Regions from separate parts of the Mus musculus genome. Here all the other regions are linked to region 1. Evidence: chromatin contacts called from public Hi-C and HiChIP or PLAC-seq data. All regions are on one chromosome and are shown on one strand. Each heading gives the region's core, a stretch centred on a gene start, on an enhancer-like site or on the middle of the called end of the contact. The rest is flanking DNA. Distances are from core to core; before and after follow the strand shown.

Evidence for each region. A called contact is a pair of places that touch in the nucleus more often than the background predicts. HiChIP or PLAC-seq counts read pairs in DNA pulled down with a chosen protein or histone mark.
Region 2: a Hi-C map of cerebellar granule neurons shows a contact between it and region 1, with 2.4 times the contacts expected there. The contact joins the enhancer-like site here to the promoter of Peg13 in region 1. A contact is called at or near these places in 2 of 484 Hi-C or Micro-C datasets (the N1E-115 cell line and cerebellar granule neurons) and 4 of 115 datasets of contacts at active chromatin or transcription factors (T-cell acute lymphoblastic leukemia, bone marrow-derived macrophages, craniofacial prominence and 1 more).
Region 3: a contact with region 1 is called in an H3K27ac HiChIP or PLAC-seq map of neural progenitor cells, with 10 times the contacts expected there. The contact joins the enhancer-like site here to the promoter of Peg13 in region 1. A contact is called at or near these places in 6 of 39 promoter capture datasets (the 3T3-L1 cell line, cranial neural crest, neutrophils and 2 more), 1 of 15 datasets of contacts at CTCF or cohesin (the NIH/3T3 cell line), 9 of 484 Hi-C or Micro-C datasets (B cells, CD4 T cells, the N1E-115 cell line and 5 more), 19 of 115 datasets of contacts at active chromatin or transcription factors (the NIH/3T3 cell line, T-cell acute lymphoblastic leukemia, VIP interneurons and 13 more) and 3 of 9 other capture datasets (liver, macrophages and pancreatic islet).

The regions. Positions count from the first base shown.
Region 1 is chr15:72,807,694-72,811,860 of GRCm38.p6, reverse strand. Peg13 (paternally expressed 13) reads left to right here and starts at 1,537. Exons shown (of 1, transcript NR_002864.2): 1 at 1,537-4,167. The region is part of intron 16 of Trappc9 (trafficking protein particle complex 9); the gene reads left to right.
Region 2 is chr15:72,667,803-72,672,067 of GRCm38.p6, reverse strand. The region is part of intron 20 of Trappc9 (trafficking protein particle complex 9); the gene reads left to right. Among named protein-coding and RNA genes, the nearest start is that of Kcnk9, 120 kb to the right of the region's middle. Within about 2 kb of position 3,002, at least 5 of the 459 cell types and tissues checked have an H3K27ac peak or open chromatin away from gene starts, as enhancers often do. A contact at or near this core is called in cerebellar granule neurons, where this site is marked.
Region 3 is chr15:73,042,347-73,046,187 of GRCm38.p6, reverse strand. The region is part of intron 4 of Trappc9 (trafficking protein particle complex 9); the gene reads left to right. Among named protein-coding and RNA genes, the nearest start is that of Trappc9, 17 kb to the left of the region's middle. Within about 2 kb of position 1,402, at least 24 of the 459 cell types and tissues checked have an H3K27ac peak or open chromatin away from gene starts, as enhancers often do. A contact at or near this core is called in neural progenitor cells, where this site is marked.

The DNA.
Region 1 (4,167 bases), core at 288-2,787:
TGCTCAGGTTAGAATTTTCAATTAAACTTACACACATCTAGTACATCTTTTTTTCCCTTTATTTTCACTCATGTACTCTGGGGGAAAAAAAAAAACCAGTACTTTCAAAATTAAAGTTAACACGGGGCTGTAAACTTTGAGAGAAGCAATTATTTTGAATTATATTAGTAACCACACAGTTTGTCTTTTACAAGGCGGTGTGAATGATAGCAAGCTTTAACTAAATTCTATCATGATCTGAAGGCAGAGGCAAACTAACAATTAGCATATAAAACCCCGTGGAACAAAAGGAGCCTACTGTCAATCAAACAACCCCTGCAGGAGGCAATCAAAGATTTTATTGGGGTAAAATAACTGATAACCAGAATGCAGGAAGGCGACCCAACAAACATAGTTATAAAATTACCCTCCCCCAACACACACCCAAAAACCCCCAAAACCAAAAAAACCCTCCCCCAACACACATCCAAAAAAAAAAAAAAAAAAAAAAAAAAAGAAAGAAAAAAAAAAGAAAAAGAAACAAACACATCTCTACTCAATTTCTTAGGGAAGGTTCTGATTCCTAGCCTCTTGTTGCCTCATGTGTGGCCCTCACTAACATGAGGCTCTCCCCTGTGAATACTGAAGAAAGAAGAGGAGTGTCAGGGACACAGGGGCTCTTCCCTCGGACCATTGCGTGCGGCACCCTTCCCAGCGTGATCAACAAATAAAATGAAAATACTTTGCTTCCTTGCTACAAGATGCCATATTGCTGGAATATTTAGAAATATAAAAAGGTGGGACTTTAAACTTTCAGCTTTTGGTTAGAAATTATTAGTGCGTCACATATTGCCCTCCGGTGAGCCCTGGGAAACCCCGTTGCCCGGCCCTTCCTGGTAATCCAACCCAATGAGCTTCTTAAAGCTCATTTTGGAAGACATAGTCCTTATTGTTAGCAAATCGCACATGAATCGGGATCAAATTATTGGTTCGGCAGACCAGTAAGGGTACACTGGTCACCCTTGGCCTCTTGTCACTGGGGCACCCAGATTACCACTGCAAAAGGATAGTCCATGGCTCTCACAGTCTGTGCAACAGTGAGGCAGCCTGAATTTCCCTCACAGGAGGGGCTAAGCAGGGAGAGCTATGGGCAGGGCTGCGCCGCACCGCAATGCCGGATGTTCCCCATGCGCCTTCAGTGGACCCGGCTACGTTCCTAACATTGAGCATTTTTTGCTGCTGCAGCCTGGTTCTAGGTGGAACACCGTCACCCTGCAGACATAGTGGGACATTCATTTTTGTCATATCATTATTGCTTGGACACCCTCACTCTGAAGACCCGGCAGGGCGTCCTTAGGCTGTGGATCGTCACCCTGTGTGACAGCATGGATTATCCAGGTAGATGCTATACCACTGGGGCCGTGCGCCAGTCACCATTGGGGTACCCACGTTCTCTCTCTCCCCGTGCCCCTAAACCAAGGACCAAGAGTCATTCTTACCCGCTAGATGGCACCACAGAATGCATTCTTAAAGTGCATTCTGTCGCATTGCCACGCCTGCGCACTGAGATCCGCTGACTGCCTTGCTGCCATGGCCGCGGTGTACCGAGTATTTGTGTGGATAGCCTTCCCTGCCAACTCAGTGGAGCACCCTTAGGCTGCAAGTCTCCATCCAGTGTGGCTGCGCACCGATACCCTAAGGGTTGCTACCTCAGTAGAACCATTCTGATCAACTGTGGGGCCTCATTGTGTGGGCTGCCGGCCTCGTGGACTGGCGTTCCTACCCGGTAGAGGGCGCCGCAGAATGTGTCTCCACCGAGCAGATTGCCGCATTGCCGCACCTGCGCACTGAAGTCTGAGCGGACTCGCCCAGCAGACTGCGTCACAGCTGCCTGCATTCCAGATCTCGACAGACGTCTCTAAAGACTGCAGACTGCGGCACGGCTGGAAGCTGAGCGAACCCCTTTACTACAGCTCTGTGACCACGAACCGAAGAGGACCCGGTGGCTTGTTAGCCCATCTTATTGAGATTTTAGGCCTTGTGTGATAGCTCATCCAAGCGCTGGTGCTATGTAGACGATCATTGCCGCGGCTCTCCGGCCAGCTTCGGCTCTCCGGGAAGATCCGCGGCCTTTACTCTGAAAATGGTTGGATAGAAGACCTGCGACACTGCCGCGGAGCCGGGAGTTTTTCACTTGTGGTGGTGACCGAGGAATGGGCAAAAGGAGGCACAGAAAAAGCCCAGATATCTGTGTCGGTGCAGTTCGTGCGAGGATACCTTCGAGCGTTGAGATACCTTCGAGCACAGAACCCTGCAGCTTGCGATGCAACGGAGAGCTTGGCCGATCTTTTTACCCTGGAGACGCTAGCACAGAGGCTCGCCATCACCCTGTGGATAGGCGCATTGTGGTTGTAGCACAATGATGAGCCATGGAGGTCTCCACGCTTGGCTGGGACTTGGGCGTATGCCGTTACCCAGCCAACGCCTGTACAGCTCTTTGTTATCTTAATCCTGGGGAATTACATATATTTGTGGCTGCACTTCAGTGACTGAACGGATGTTCTTACCTTGGGGATAGAGGCACAGTGGAGCTGCGCACGGATACCCAACGAAGCAACCTTAGAGGGTGGATCACTTGAATGGTTTTGGTGGCGCACTAAGGTTCTGCATGATATTTTTTTTCCCCGCGGATGGTGGCGCAGCAGAGCTGTGCACAGATAACCTCAGAGTGCCTCACCCTATATGGCTGCTGCTTGCGCACTAAGGAATCAAATGGATATCCTTATTTTGGATGATGGTTTAACAGAGTCTGAACTACTTGGCGGATGCCTGCATTGTGGTGGCTGAGCACCAAGTGCCCGAGTGGATTTTAACCTGAGATGTTGGTATAGCAGAAACCCGTATTTGTGGATAAGTGCATCTTGACAGCTGCGTTTGAAAAGCCTAAGAGGATCTTATCCCGAGGATGGTGTTTCTGAGCATCCTTACCCTGAGTGTAACTACATTGTGACTGCTGCACACTAAAAATTTGGGCTTCTTTGATTTATTTATTTATTTATTTATTTTGCCCTAAGGATAAGGGCATTGTGAAACGTCCTTCCTTCCTTTGTGTGGTGGCTGTGTACTAAGGATCAGAGAAGATTTTATTCCGGGAATGGAGGTGGAGTATTTAGACCCCGCAGGCCACTCTGTGGCCATAGCTGCATACAAAGGTTGGGTATGGTAAGAGCGATCATCTTTACCATGTGGATATATACATTGCAGCATCTGGGCATTAAGGATCCAGGCTGATGTTATTTTGGAGCTGGTGGCACAGTGAGAAGCGTCCTTTTACTGTTCCATTGTGTTGGCTGTATACTAAGAATCTAGGCAGATACCCTTATCTTGGGGACGAAGGCACAATGGAGCGCCCTTGCCCAGATGGTAGCCTCATTGTTGTGGCTGCACATTAAGATCTGGAATTGTTAAGGCTGCGCCCATCACGGCTGCATCTGTTTCCCCAGGATCTGGGCGGGTCATTTTGCTCTGTGTGTAGGCAGAGGCACAGCTGGAAGCTGGATGGCCGACCTCAGCTTTGTGCAGCACTGTGTCACCTTGGAGCCCTGCTCACCCACTGGATTTCTCTTATTCTGTGAATAGTTGCATTCTTGGGTCCATACTCTACAGACTAAGAACGTGGGTGGGATTTCAAACCTGCCAACCTGTGTCACAGATGTATTTGTTTGTTCGGATCAGGGCACTTTATTCCCACAGAATGCCTCACAGCAAGGAGATGGGCAGATGGCTTTGTCCTGAGGGTTGGGGGATGACCCAGTGGAGCCTTTACTCTGTGGATAGCCACACTGAGTGGCATGCTAAGGACCCAGACAGGCTCTATAGCCATGCAGGCTTCGTCACAGCTGCATACACACAGCCAAAGCCTGGGGTGGCATTCTTACACCGTGGATGGTTTTCCCGAGGAGCTCACTGCACCTACTGAGTGGCTGCATCAGCACTGCTACCCTCAAGATGGAGGGCAGACATCTTTATGCTGGGGTTTATACAGCAGCACTGGGTTATGATAACTCAGAAGGGCATCTCACCTCTCTGTGGCTGCAGGGGTGGGTGCCATAGGCACTGAGATGACTTCGGCAGACATCTTTGTCTTTTGTATGGTGGTACAGCAAAGGTGTGAACAAACCAAGCCAA
Region 2 (4,265 bases), core at 1,753-4,252, 140 kb after region 1:
AGATAAATGTGTAAGCTACTGAATTGTGCCCTGTCGTGACTGAGAGAGGGGTCACAGGTCCCACAGTCAGAGAGCTGCATTTTCTAGCTCTTTCTTAACAACAACAACAACAAAAAGGATTTAGACAGTGCTTCTGAGTGACAATTAGCCATCCTCCACTTGCAGTCTCATGGGGACCCTAACACAGGTATCCTCCTGGTTCCCAGGAGGCCAGGTGATTTAGAGATCTCTACTCCTGCCGCAGGGACCTCATAGTAGGTGCTAAATAAGGAAAAAGTAGAACACAGCTGGCCTGGGGGCCAGAGGCTTCCCACAAGTGTCTACTCCCGAGGAAGCCCAGACTCAGAGTCATTTGCTGAGACCAATTATGAAGCCAGAAGAACAATGTGTGGCCTGGTTGGCAGCTCACACAGCAGCTCGGAGGAGGGACTAGCTTCCTCTGCTCGGCCAGGAGAAACTCAGCTTGCAGCTTTCTCTCCCCGCATCCCAGCCATGGAGCGCTCTGCTGCACAAGTGATGAATTTACGCTTGCGTGATATTTATCACCACCTCATACCTACCACTGGAGTTCCTAGCCGACCCTAGGTTACTGGTGAATTTCATGGAAATGAGATTGACCATCCCACCCCAGAGGGCCAGGCACCTTTGTCTGTGGGTCATGCTTCTTGGTGACGGGTAAATGTCCAGTTGATGGCCTGCAGTGTTGGGTGCCATTCTCATAATTACCATCAGTGCCTCTGCAGCTCCAGGTGAGGGCCATCAACTACACTCTATTCTCCATCCCATGAATGTAGGGTTCCTATGAGCAAGCAGCAAGTCTGTAAGTGCAGAACCAGAGCCAAAGAAGACAGAGGGCACTGATGGAGAATTCACTGCTTCCTTGCCATTCTGTAAGGAGTTTGCCATACAGTGAAAGATGGCAGACCTTGGCATGGTGGGGTCAGGGGTCCTACCTCAGGGGTAGTCTCTGTTTCCTAGTACCTTGCAAGGCAGACCCTCCAAGAACATCTGAGGAAAGCATAGCCTGCCTCTTAACCAAAAGCCACCATCCCATTCCTGGACACAGTCCAGCCAGCTTCCTCTAGGCAACCGTGCTGTTCGCAGCCTAATGACTCTCAATCTCCTTTGGGTGCCAGCTCAGTTAACAGAAGTCGTTCTGTGCAGCCACCACATACGCGCTAAAGATCATCAAGTGTAATGTTTCCAACAAAGTCCACGGGAAGTCCTTTCTCTTCCTGACTAATTTCCTCACCGAGCATTCCTGTTTGGTTGCATGGTACTCTGCAGCCTTCTCAAGCTGCGTCCGTGTACCCACATCGTCCCTCTGCCTAGGCTTTCTCTGAGGGATCAGTAACTAGCTGTGCACGGCTGGACCAGAGCCCTGCCTCCTAGGAAAGCAGCTACTCATGTGTCACTCTTACATGGTGTCTGGAGCAGGGGCAGGGGCATCTGTGGGCTCCCTGATCTCCTGAGTTCCTGCTGAAAGCAGACCCGTTTATGTGAGAAGAGGAGGAGTCAGGGAGATGCAGTTGTTTCAGTTTGAGTAAGGTCAAGTTCAGATGCCGCCGTGTGGGGTTCCCTGGCCATGGCATGCTTCTGCGCACACAGGGTTCCGGTCACATCTCTCATCAGAATTGATCCCATTCCCGTACAAGTTCCTCTACGATCCAAGAGACCAGGCTCTGGGGAGGCACCAGACAAGTGTCCAGAGTATCACCAGCTAGCTGGGGCTAAGTCCATGGGCGTTTTGCATTTTCTCTACCACGATTTTCCCTGGAAGTCCCTCATGGAGGCCTGTGGGCAGAGAGCTGTGAATTGTCTCCCAGCATGATCTCTTTCAAACTCAGTTTTGTGGGATGGCTCTGGGCATGGGATGAAGCCTTCATAAGAAAGATAGGTGGGAAGAGAGAGTCCATAGCTGTCCAGCCGGCTGGCTGGACTGATGTACAGCTGAGCAGATAGATGGACAGTTGGGTAAACAGAGTCAAAAGAGTCACCATGCCGTGACTAGTGAAAGTGTAGATGGTAGTGTGCCCTTGCAAACCAGTAAGTGATTGGGTCAGCCAGTTCACTGACATAGCAAAGAATCCTCCTAAAACCAGTGACTTACACAACCCAGGCTTGTCAGACGTGTTGTGCATCGCTCTTTCTTGTGGTGAAGGGTGACTCAGTTTATTCTAGGACAACGATGATACGGAACTGCAAAAAAGCCCTTGGGAGCTCCTGTCTCTCTGAGGGACACTGATTTGGGACTAGTTATGAAGAGTCAAAGTGCTGGGTCAGGAGGTGGGGTTGTAGTGGTGACTGGCTTAGTCACCTGAGTAGCCAAGGTGGCCACTACAGAACTGGACAGTGACTGAGGTCATGTGTGGAAGAGGACAGAGTGCCTTCCTAGCATGTGTGAGGCCCTGGGTTCAACCCCCAGCACCATAGTTAACCATCATCATCATCGTTGTCGTCATCATCATCATCATCATCATCGTCATCGATAGTAATCACCACTGAGATGGACACTCAGCACCAGTTATGTCCAATTTTGGACATCACAACACAACACTGTCATCTTCAAAGTTCAAAAACAATTAAAAAGCCCCTCTTAAGTAAGTTTGTGATCTCTTTCAAGCCATTATCACGGCTGTGAGTGGTACACACATATACAGCCTGGGAGTCATCAGTCAAACGCCACTGCTGGCTTAAGCCTCAGGGGTCTGCTTCACTCTCAATCCTCTGGCTTCATTTGCTATGCGTAGCTGATGAGAGTGCAGGTACCAGGTCATTTGAGTGACGGCTTGATTTCCAAAGAGGATGGGCAAAGGCCTCCCGTGTCATTGGGGTCTGGTGTGCCTAGCAGGAAAGAGCAGAAAGGTTCAAGGAGGACCAGGAAAATGAGAGCACCAGGCCATCTTCTGGACAAGGTCCCAGAACCTCCAGGATAGTGGACATTGGTGCCAAGCCAGAGCGAAGCAAGCTGGAACAGCAGATGGCTGAGGTATGTCTCAACAGGATGACCCAGAAAAGCCTCCTCACCCCCTGGCCTGTTTTTGCTCTTTGGAAGGAGCCTGCTGGTTCTGCCTCAGGGACTGTGAGATTTATCAAAGCATAGGCCACAGGGCATGTCGCTTAGCTCCAGAAATGACCATCCTCATGGTATCCCCCCTGATGATACTTATTGAATAGACACATGCTGGGATGTAACCCAGAACACACGCTTGACCCACCAGATAATTGTAAGCAAAACCCATCCATGGCAAAGAGTCATCCTGTACCCCCTGATGTCTCAGGAAGTCCTGTTGTTGTGTTAGGGAACACAATGCAGCCCTGAAGCAGAAGAGGGGAGCTGTAGCTCTAACATCTGCGGCACGGCTCAGAATGCAGCGACACGCTCCAGGGGAAAGCTGTGTGGTCCAGATTCCAAAAGGCCACCTAGCACCACCGTGTGACTTAGGCTGGGGGCCCAGCTGCCGTGACGCTGAAACAGGGGGCCTCGGGTTACCCACCGTGAACTGACCATTGCAGAAGCCTTCAGGACATTATCACTCAACTCCTGATATCTGCAGGACACTGTGTACCGAACGGATCTGCCTCTGGGCTTGCCCGCACAGCCTGTCTAGACAGTAAACCCGCAGTGGGGCTTTGGCTTTTGAAGTGACATCACCCAGCATCAGGAAAGCCGCCAGGGGAAGCTGCCAAGGCGAAACAGAGAGGAAACAATGCTCTCAGATTCGAGCATGAGGTACACAGCTCAGGAGCATTTTTAAGCACTGTGATCCATTCAAGTATACAGGCTTCTATTTCAGGGTCTGGGAAATAAACATATATATATATGCATATTTACATAGAGAGCAGTATCTATATATTTGTCCGCTATATATAGGAAGTGATCCAACTTGAGCTCTGTGCACACAGAGATTTTTTTGAATATATATTTATATATAATAACAGATCTATGCATATTCCTGAGAGCCTACCCTGGTTCACATTATAAAATGATGGACTGTATTCTGGATTGTTTATGGCCACTATTAGCCCCTTTACACATTCATTCATTCTCTTTCTCCCTCCCTCCCTCCCTCCCTCCCTCCCTCCCTCCCTCCCTCCCTCGCACTCTCTCTCGCTCTCAGGGGGGAGGGAAAAGCTCTCTCATGCATATATATGTTTTACTGGCCTTCTGTAAGAAGCATTGTGCACTTCAGTGTGAGGAGCAGTGAATGATGCTTTCTTTGCCAGGTGCTTGGAAACTTGTGAAGGAACTGAACAAAGTATCA
Region 3 (3,841 bases), core at 153-2,652, 230 kb before region 1:
CTTTTTCTTCTCTCTGAACTTGGTAATATTACTTACCATTAAATTGATCAAAACAGGCCTGAGGTGTGGCTTGCTGGTAGAACACCTGGTTCTCATCTCTGTCACTGGCATTCGATGGTGGGGACTGACATGACGCATGGTCCAGAGCCAGGCTGTGGTGGTGCACGCCTGCAATCCCAGCACTTGGGAGGCAGAGGCAGGTGGGTCTCTGAATTTGAGGCCAGCCTGGTCTACAGAGGGAGTTCCAGGTCAGCCAGAGATAAACTGAGAAACCTTGTCTGGAAAAAGAGAAAAAGGAAAAGGAAAGAGGGGCTGGTAAGATGGCTCAGCAGTTAAGAGCACTGACTGCTCTTCCAAAGGTCCCTAGTTCAAATCCCAGCAACCACATGGTGGCTCACAACCATTCATAACGAGATCTGACACCCTCTTCTGGTGTGTCTGAAGACAACTACAGTGTACTTACATATAATAAATAAATAAACCTTAAAAAAAAAAGGAAAGAAAAAGGAAAGAAAAGAAAAAGTCCAAATATCTACCAGCGCTCCTCAGCCTCAGGCAGGGCTTTACAACTCCCCAGTGGGAACATTTGAGGGTTGGAGCGAGTACTCTTTTTTTTTTTTTTTAAAGGGACAGAGACTTGTCACCCAGCGATTGAATCCCTGCTGAGTTAAGGTGGCAACTGAGTTGGCCTCTTACAGAGCCCCTGCCTGTCACCGTGAACTCTTTTTTCAGCGGCCTGAGTTTAAGGAGTGTCTGGGAAAACAGGACAGACTGAAGTCATGGTTATTTTACAGATCTGTTTGTTTATGTGACAGGGTGCTACTGTGTAGTCCTGGCTGACCTGGAGCTTGAGATAGAGACTAGGCTGGCCTTGAATTTTTAACAATCCCATCTTCCTGCCTTTGTCTCTAAGTGCTGGGTTTATGTATGGGTGTGTACCACCGTGCCCGGCTATTTTTTTAAAAAAAAAAGGTTTATTTATTTATGTCGTGAACCTCCGTGTGGCTACTGGGAATTGAGTTCAGGACCTCTGGAAGAACAGCCAGTGTTCCTAATTGCTGAACCATCTCTTTAGCCCCTAAATTTTTATTTGTGAGTATGTATGTATCCACTCACATGTTTGAGGGTATCTTTGGAGGTTAGAAGAGAGCATTAGGGTAGTTGTAAGGCGGTGGAATTAAACTCTAATCCTCTGTGAGAGCAGTAACCACTTTTAACCGCTCAGCCATCTTTCCTGCCCCCTCAGTTGCCTTTAGGGAAAAATACAGAGACTGGGAGAAAGTTTGGCAGCTGACTGTAAGAAGAACCAGTTCTGAGACCCCTTCCTGTTCGTAGATTGTCCTCCGGGAGCCTGTCTCTTTGGTTGACATCCGGGTGTCAGACTTTAGCTGTTGAACAGTGCCATCTTTCTATGAAGCTGCCCAGTGCCTGTGCTAGCTGAACTTTGCCTGTGGTCTGCAGATTCTGGATCCTTGCAGGACGTTCCATAGGTGGCGCTGTTGCACTTACTTATTATTTTTAAAGCTTTTTTTTTTTTTTTTTTTTTTTTTCCGGCTTCTACAAGAGGACCCAAAACCAGGCTCCTTGAATACGATTTCTTCATTTGATCCCCAGTACATACCCGGAAAAAGCCTTCTGGATATATGTGTTTTTCTCTGGTCAGCTCAGAGCGAGGGTTGCAGATTTGCTATCAGAGCAGCAGTGAAACTGGACTTTCTCTTGAGTATTAGGTAATGGTTAGCCATGATGTCACAGCTCTGCAGCGCCTTGCAGATGAGAAGAAGGCTGCCTGCCAGGTCTTAAATCTCCACTCCTGTGCTTATTAGCAAGCACCATCTAGGGTCTGGAGGAGATCCTGGCTTCCGGATCAGCTGAGGTGGTTGCGTGAAGGTGTGAAGATTCATCTATATGCATTTGGTGTGTTACTGACCTTTACGTGATACTGTGTGTTTCAAGTCAGCTCTGGCCACCCATCCTCAATAAGGCAGTCGAACCAAATTAAAGGTGGGAAGCAGGAAAAAGAAGATTTATTCCACGTGACCACATTGGGAAGAGGGATGAGAGTCTTGTTGTGTAGCCCAGGCTGGCCTCGAACTTGGTCCTGTCTTCTCTTCCACCCCTATTACTGAGATTGCAGGCATGCACCTCACGCTGGGTGTTGGATCCATCATTCTATGTTTGATTTCTAAGGAGTCAGAATAGGGAGAAATAGCTTTGTGAAGAAAGATCCACTTAAGAAGTAAGAGAAGGGGCTGGAAAAATGGCTCAGTGGTTAAGAGCACTGACTGCTCTTCCAGAGGTTCTGAGTTCAATTCCCAGCAACCACATGGTGGCTCACGACCATCTGTAATGGGATCTGATACCCTCTTCTGGTGTATCTGAAGACAGCTATAGTATACTCATATACATAAATAAGTATTTAAAAATGTTTAAAAAAAAAGAAGTAAGAGATGAGTGAGGCCTGGTGTGCAGATTTGTAATCTTGGGGTTTATAATCTTAGTTATGGAGGAGGCTAAGGTAGGAGGCTGGCAAGTTCAAACTTCAAGGGCTGCCTGGTAACTGAGCAAGACAAAACTTGGTCTTAAAAATAAAATTAAAGGATGGAGACCTTCACTTGCTCTCTCAGGTCCGTCTTACTTTCTTCTGGGTGTCTTTTTTTTTTTCTTTTTTCTTTTTGGTTTTTAGACAGGGTTTCTCCGTGCAGTCCTGGCTGTCCTGGAACTCACTCTGTAGACCAGGCTGGTCTTGAACTCAGAAATCCACCTGCTTCTGCCTCCCAAGTGCTGGGATTACAGGAGTGCGCCACCACTGCCTGGCACTTTCTGGGTGTCTTTTTCTTTACCCTTGTACTTAAAATGTCTTCTAGCTTGATATGATGGCGTATGCTTTTAATCCCAGCACCTGAAAGGCAGCAGTAGGGGGATTTCTGTGACCTCTGATCTCTCTTTCTGTGTGTGTGTGTGTGTGTGTGTGTGTGTGTGTGTGTGTGTATGTATGTATGTGTGTATACTGTGTGCATGCAAGTGCTCTCAGAGGCCAGAAGATCCCCTAGAGCTGGAGTTACAGGCAGGTGTAAGCTGCATAGAGTGGGTGCCAGGACCTGAATCTTGGTCTTCTGCAAGAGCAATACTCCTAACTGCTGAGCCGTTTTTCTAGCTTCCACTGTCCACTTTGAGACAGGGTCACGGCTTATCCATTTTGGTCTCAAACTTACTATGTAGCCAAGGATGTCCTTGATCTCCTGATCGTCTCTTCTGAGTGCTGGAATTTCTGACATACGTCACCATGCCCAGTTTATGTAGTGCTAGGAATTGACCCCAGGGCCTTATGCATACTAGGGAAATACTCTACCAACTGTGCTACAGCTTCAGTATAAACCACCTCTAAACATCACTTCCTTAGCTTTGATAAGTGCCCTGTAATTCATAAGTCAGTCTCTCTCTCTGTGTCTCTTTCTGCCTCTGTCTCTCTCTCTCTCACACACACATACACAGAGAGAGAGAGAGACAGACAGACAGACAGACAGACACACAGAGAGAGACAAAGGCATACACAGAGAGAGACAGAGAAAGAAAGAGACAGAGAGATCTGGGAGTATTAATGTATTACTATATTTCCTTCTGAAACCTTTGATACCTCAGTCAGAGCACTCACATATTCTCTTGTTATTGGTTTATTGGTGAAACGAGGGTTTCTGAAACTTGTTGATGGAGAGTGAGGAGCCTGAGCTTAGAAAGTAGGAAGGGAAGAGATAAGGGGGCATTTTCCTCTTCGTTCAATGCAGGGTTAACAGTAGGATCTTCTGTTCTCCTCCTGGAACCAGAAAAGCATGGTGCCTGC